2 separate regions of the Danio rerio genome follow, and region 1 is linked to region 2. Evidence: chromatin contacts called from public HiChIP or PLAC-seq data. All regions are on one chromosome and are shown on one strand. The core of a region is the stretch at or near the end of the contact, and the rest is flanking DNA. Distances in the headings are between cores, read along the strand shown. Region 1 holds the start of ptpn11b (protein tyrosine phosphatase non-receptor type 11b). Region 2 holds the start of agrn (agrin).

Region 1 (3,540 bases), core at 882-3,381, 430 kb before region 2:
TGCTTCAGCTTTTTGTGCAGATGCAATAAACTTGTCAATATCTCCATTTATGTTTAGATTTGACCTTTTAGAAATAAAAAGGCCTATGTATAATCATATGTCCAACTTTTGGAAACAAATCAGGTCACCGCACTTGACTTACATCACAGTGCTTTAAACGGACAGTTCTTTGAAAACCGAAAGTTGGCATAATTTACTCACCTTCACTTATTCTAAAGTTTCTTTCTTCTGTTGAACACAAAATAAGATATTTTGAAGAGTGCTGGAAACCAGTTACAATTGATGTCATCCTCCATAGTAAGAAAAACAAATACAATAGAAGACGTCATCAATGGTTACAAGGTTTCATTTTGCTTCAAAATATCTTAATTCGTTTTCAACAGAATAAAAAACTCATAAAGGTTTTGGCCACTTGGGTGTGAGTAAAATGTAGGCCTACATTTTCATTTGCTGGTAAACTATCCCTTTTAATGAGTCTCTTAGACACACACTAAAAGTTGAACCTTGGCTAAATTTAAAACCAAGATGTTTAGCAACATGCAACCAGTTACAAAATTCCTCAAGGCTTACCTGGCTAAATATTCATTTGTTGAAATTTACAAGTCCTCTGTTTTATCTCCATGTTTAGATTTGACCTTTTAGAATTAAATAGGCCCATTAAGAATCATTTGGCCAACTTTTGGAAACAAATCAGATCACTGCACTTGACTCACGGTGCTTTAAATGAACAGCTTCACTTGTTCTAAGTCTGTTCTAAGCCACAAAATAAGATATTTTGAAGAAAACTATTGTTGTCCTCCATAGTAGAAAAAACAAATAACATAGAGTACAACATCAATGGTTACAATTGCTTGCTTCAAAATATCTTCAACAGAATAAAGAAACTAAAGATTTGGACCACGTGAGTGTGAGGAAATTGTAGGCCTACATTTTCATTTGCTGGTGAACTATCACTTTAAGATTGGTGTAAAGTTGGTTTTATATACACACATTCAGACTTTCTCCTAAATAATATAATTTTAGAGAGGAATTATTTGCAAATTCTAATTATGAAATCATATTAGCAGCCAATGTCTATCAAGGTATAGCTAATGTTGTTTTGAAGTCAAATTTACATGTGATTTTAGACCAAATATTCAAAGTGAAAATATAAGGACCATGTCACAAGTTGTCACAGAAGAATGTGCAAACTTCAGTTAAGTTAGACACACACTAAAGTTTAAAGCCTGGCTAAATTTAAAACCGAGAGGTTTAGCAACATGCAACCAGTTACAAAATTCCTCAAGGCTTACCTGGCTAAATATTCATACTCTCCCTGTTTGAAATACGTTGTTTAACGTAAAGAGACGTTTTGTGTTTGAGATGAGCAGCTTTACATGGAGACTCTTATTTTTGAAATAGGTCATTGCTGTCCAATCAAATGTAGCTATTGTGTATGAAATGGTCCCAACCCAGAAACACATTGCTACAAATTAGAAATTTTACAAGATCACCCACTGTAAATATTTTAAATTAGAAAAAATATTCATAATTCTGTCTAAAGATATTTTAAGCGATGCTTATAACTTTCAACAAGGCTATTTTTATTAATATCATTATTTTCCTCAAATCTATTTCATCTAGCTTTAAAGTGTTTTAAAACTGTTATTTCAGCACACGATGTACAGTTACATTAGGATGTCGTTACCATAAGTCTCCGAATAAACTGGCACAGTAAACTAATTAAGCACAGTTTAAACTGCATGCAAGACACACTGTTACAGTGACTTTGCGCTGCTGATATTCATATTCGATATCCGGTAGCGAAAGCGTTTGTAAACAACCGAAATAAACGGAAAGATAGACTACACGATATTTATAAACACTGCACAAAAGCGAACACACATACTGTAACGTTACATATATTGGGCCAGATCGAGAGGATCAGAAACCGAGTCCTACAGACTGAGCTGCGTGTCGTGCTCGATTCATTCATACAGTTACAGTCACCATCACTACCCGCTCCTGCACTTATTAATGTAGCCTTCGGCTTACCTTCGAGACGTCATGGCCGTCCTGAGAGCTGTCAGATGTGTGTGTGCGTGCGTGTGTGTGCGTGCGTGTTTGTGTGTGTGTGAGCACCGCTAGGACTGGAGGGGAAAGTGTAATAAAACGGTCCTCCTTCGCCGAGTCACTGCAGCGGAGCGGAGCGCGATCGAGGGGCGTCACACACAGACTCACAGCGCCGGACTCGCGCTCTCTCCCTCCGCCTCCCGCTCTCCGATTCACACTGCTGACAGCACACTGGAAAAACTTCATCCAGACATCTCCAAAAAGTCAGGTATTATAAAGCTCGTGCTCGTTCTTGGGACATTGTGACAGGATTAGTTGGAGAATGAAGCCAGCAGGCAGCCACCAGTTGACACCGTGATTCCTTTTACTGGCTCTACTCCTCAGAATGGGATGATGGGATTTGCAATCCAGTTTGTTTATAATTACAAATGAGCTGCAGGCCTAAAGTCATATCATACACCTAAATACTATGTGTATTTAAATCATATAGGCTATAAGAGATTATTCTGCAAACAAACAAACAAACAAACAAACAAACAAAAAACAATACTGCTAAATGGACACATTTTAATTAGATTAAAGAAGCTATAATGTTTCTCCAGTGGTTCTTTGGAGTAGTAAAACTTCTGTGTATGACTAAAAGTGTTTGTTTTCTGGCTTGTAATCATAAAGGAACCACCTAATGTTATTTATTGTTTTACAATACATTAACCACCCCAAAAAACCAATAGAAAACCATTACAGTTCTTTATAGTTTATCACCTAAATTGGGTCTCCTACTGTATGATTACAAGGCAAAGAACCACTGTAGAGCCTTTTTTTAAAGCATTATACTTGTAATAATATAGAGTTTGTATTAATTATATAGAATGATAATCCAGGAAAGAAATGCATAATATTGATGAATCTTTTAAATATATATTTTGTACTTTATTTATTTATTTATATTATTGCCTTATATATGCATTTTTAGTATTAATAAAACCCTATCAAGGACCAATATCTGCCAAGAAGACAAATAATGAAAACATAAAATATTCCAAACTGTTTTTATTTGATATTATATAATTGTTTAGGATCGATTGTCACTTTACTGTCTGACTTTTTAAAACTACGAGAACATTTTCACCAATTTCTTTGGTTAAATTGTGTTCCTGACAGCCCTCTAAGCAAATTTAGATTTAAAAAAAAAAAGTTTAATGCTAATCTTTGGACAAACAGTTGCAATGCCAGTTAAACGGTTAAATTTCCAAAGTGCACCTCAGAGAGGGTTGTGATGAAGTGATGTACATTCTATATATTCACTTCTGTCACTCCAGTCATCATCACACTCTTATTTTAGCAGTTCTTTCCATGTACAGTAGTTATCACCTCTATTTCATTTCCAGAGATGTTTATTAATAATCTATTAATAAAGCTGCAATGCTCTTATTTTAAGTAGGGGAGAAAAGCCCAGTGTGTTTTTTCAGCAGTTTCCATTTGGGTCTC
Region 2 (3,972 bases), core at 787-3,286:
TACCTTCAACGCAGTGCTCTACCTCCTCCAAGTTGCGGAGAGTAATCCTCATCAGGCTTGAGTTGAGCATCAGTTCGTTCTTGTGGTTCGGCCACATGTACTCAGGAGCCAAGTTGACAAAGAAAATGCGGGTATCTCCGGTGGCCACTTGATTGTCACAAATATGGGGGTCCCCAAACCCACCGATCATCACTTTGTTTCCTCCATCCAGCAGCACTTCTCCATTTACCATGGTCTTGCCTTTCAGGTAGCGCCATACTCTGACCTTCAGACACAGGGAAGACAACATGAGATTAAGAAAACACCATTTCACCAGATCAAGGTCACTTTCTTGCACATTCCAGAGTGGCCACCTACTGCCGGCTGCACAAGACTCTGCGACATATCTCTGCAGTACACTTATTAAATGCTTAAAATAAAAGTTCTTTGTTGACATCTATGGTTTCATACACTTTAATAACCATAGAAACTCTCTTAATGCACAAAATGGTATTTTAGCTGTGAAAAAAAGATAATAAATAAATAAATAAATGTCTACTAAAGATTTATGTGGGTAACTTAAGTTGAATTTCTATACAATATTGCAATATCTTGTGAAAACCTCTGCAAAAAACACATTTACATTACATTAAGGTAAGACATAGGATGAACATGTTTGGTTATGTTGCGGCTGTCATTAAATCCATAGAATCTGGATTTTTTTTAATATTGTCTATTTAACTGTCTGTTTAAACGGTCATGCTTTTGATACAATTTTTGCTTTTTACAAATGTAAAAAATAACATTTTTGAACTAGTGATCTCAGATTTTAGTCTAAAAAGACTTTTCTTAAATGCTTTTCAGTGTTAACCGTTCACCAAACAATGAAATAATAATGGGAATAGCCACAATTTCAGATTACTCTTCCCACTTTTTATGTCCTGGTGATTAATTGCTGCAAGACTTTGATATAAGTAACCGCATTCAGTTACTTCTAACAAAATAAGCCCATGATTACATGATAATTGAAGATAATTGAAGCCAAAGCACTAATAGAGCCTGAAAGGACATCAAGTCACTGCAAAGGCTGAGGTTCGGGTTCCTCATGTATGAAAGATCAAATTACAGGTGGATCAAAGAAGGACTGTGCAGGTTGACAGTTTTCATTAACTGAGCAGAACCAATGTCCTCAAGTAAGAAAATCTTGTTGGGAGCAGTTTAACACATAGTCATGTTATTTATCAACAGTTACATCCTAAAGAATAAAGAATATTTAGAGACATTAATGGTTCCATGAAGAACCTTTAACATCCATGCAACCTTTTTATTAAAACTCTCTTGAAAACAATATAACTTGAAGAGCTTAAAAGGTTATTTTGGGACTTTTTGTTTTTCCTCACACCTTTATTCTTATTTCAATAGTGTTTAATAGTGAAAAGAGTGGTTGCAGCTACAATATGTCCATGATTCATTATAACCTCAAAATCAGCATTTTACATAATAATCGACTTTCGGAATATGACAACTCAAATACTGCACTGGTAGCTTTTGTCTGTGTGTCTAACAGGTGATACGGACTGCAAAACTGTTGCACTGTGACAACAGGTATTAAAATACAACCTAAAGCTGTGATACGGTGGGTTACCTTTTTTATTTACTTTCACTTTGGCGCATGTGAAGAATAGCATGAATTCTTACCTTGCAGGAATAAGTGTTGTGCACCGGATCCATGTTCAAGATCTCCTCCACAGTCCCGGTTAAAACTACATTCGCTTCTTCTTCTCTCTTCTCCAGCTCCTTTTCGGAACAACCTCCATGACAACGCTGAATCAAAAGCACAAAAACCAGAGCAAATGACCAAACGGGCCAATAAACCGCTTTTCTGTCCGCAGAGCCCATGGCCAAACCGAACGGATGAAAAGGAAAGTTGGGAACTCGCAATACAAACGCCGGAGGACTTCTGCAGTTAGTTGAGTGAAAATAGTAATCCTAGCGCGCGCTGCTCTCGATGTTCCTCAAAGTTGTGTGCGGTCTGCGCTCATATCTGTGCTGAGAGTGAACCGCGAGCATCAGCCGGCGGACGGAGAAGAATAGAGTGAGGAGTGAGGAATGCCTCTGCTCTCCCCCCCTTCGCGCGCGCACACTCGCTGTCCTTTCAGAGTGACGCTCCTTTCACAGGGTATTTGCATGCAATCTGAATTGCTGATAAGAACGGCGGAGGGGGTGATTTCAGGAGCACCAGAGACAGAAGCGGGTGTGAAACGCCACCCCTTGGAGAGATTGCGCCAATTCGGACAAATGAAAAGGTGCACATGGTTGCAGATGGAAAAAAAAACTTCATACTACAGCAATGATTTAGTGATGGTTATGCAGACATTATAGCATAGTTTAAGCTGTTGCTAAGATTTGCATCGTTTATGAGTTAATTTGGGTTTATACGTTTTTAAAACTTCATTCACTTAATTTTGTATTTAATGATGAGAATTAAATACTGCATTTAGTGACATTTTAAGCACTATTTTTAGCTGGATTAACTTGTCGGATGGTCATCATAATCACACTTTTTGATGTACTAAAAATATTCCCTAAAGTTTTAGAATAAAGAAATATGAAGAAAAAAAAACATACTTATTTTAAAAATACAATTTTTACATTGTATATCAATAGGGAAAAAATGAAATAAATATAATAAAGTTTTTGATTTTATAATTTATCATTTTACATCGTCTTTGGCCATTTGAATATTAAACAATTAAAAGTAATGATGTAAAGCTTGACAATTTTTCTACCCTCTCTTGTAAAAAGTACATTTGAAAATTCATGGATAACAACAACCCTGAATTAGTTACATCAACATAAACACCTAATTATTAGCATTAAAATTTGGAGAGAAAAAGAAACATTTTCTTTCAAGAATAAGGTTCAAGATTTAGAATAAAAGTTCCTTGTAAAATATTTTCTCTATTTAACAATTTAATTTTATGTCAGATTTCGCTTGGTCCTAAAGCCTTTGATAGGTTATTTGATAGGATGTCTCAACAGTCAAAATAACACAAATGAGCTCATGTTTGAAACAAATTCTGGACCATTGTCAGTTGGGGGTTGGTCTTTGGAACCACCTGAACCATGCCTGGCTACGGGCCTGAACTTGAATCATAATCACCAAATATGTAGATTCATATTGTTTTGGTTGTAGTTCATGTAAAGAAACCTGTAAGAAACTTGGAAAATAAAAGAAATGGGGTTTCCAGACAGTTTTTAAAACAAGATTCACAAAATACCCCAAAATGTTTAATAATAATTCTCAGCCATAAGCATAAAGCATGTAACATATTTAACATGTTAAATATAAAATTTAAACAATCAATACTGTTTAATAAGTTTAGGCCAGGTGAAGTATGTTGTTTAACTTCTAAAAAAATATATGGTTTACACTAAATGACAATGTAATATTGGTTTGCTCACATTTTGAAACTGTAATACAAAATGTATAGACTTTAATGGATTTATATGCTTTCTGTAAACTATTTCTTTTCTGGAAATTTTATTAAATGTGATATCTTGTCAGAAAGACAGTCCACATTCATCAGGTGCTCTTATCCATAATAATACATCATATTACTATATTATGATGTTATAATAAATATGTTTTCCCCTGAGGTCTCACTTTAAGTAAAATGTAAACGGGATTAAATTATGTTAGTGTTCAGGTTAAGCAGGTCTCCTTGCAAGCGCTGTAATGCGAACTGTGCAATTACAAGCAGACCCATTCAATAATAACATATTAAGCTCATGCTGTCCATTACAATTTTAAAAAATACTCATTTGTGCAATTCCACTGTAAAAATGCACAGTACAGTACAGCATCACTAAATGAATAACAGTTAAACTTGGCACAGCTACTTTTAATAGATTCACTGCAAAATCTTGGGATGGAGATGAGTAACAGTGTTAACAGTCACTAATACAAACATCATTCTGACATTCACAACC

What was found. HiChIP or PLAC-seq counts read pairs in DNA pulled down with a chosen protein or histone mark.
Region 1: a contact with region 2 is called in an H3K4me3 HiChIP or PLAC-seq map of embryo, with 6 times the contacts expected there. The contact joins the promoter of ptpn11b here to the promoter of agrn in region 2. A contact is called at or near these places in 1 of 18 Hi-C or Micro-C datasets (embryo) and 1 of 4 datasets of contacts at active chromatin or transcription factors (embryo).

The regions. Positions count from the first base shown.
Region 1 is chr23:26,857,270-26,860,809 of GRCz12tu, reverse strand. It overlaps ptpn11b (protein tyrosine phosphatase non-receptor type 11b), which reads right to left and starts at 2,131. Exons shown (of 16, transcript NM_200454.1): 1 at 2,035-2,131. The coding sequence starts at 2,048.
Region 2 is chr23:26,423,537-26,427,508 of GRCz12tu, reverse strand. It overlaps agrn (agrin), which reads right to left and starts at 2,036. Exons shown (of 36, transcript NM_001177452.1): 1 at 1,678-2,036; 2 at 4-265. The coding sequence starts at 1,878.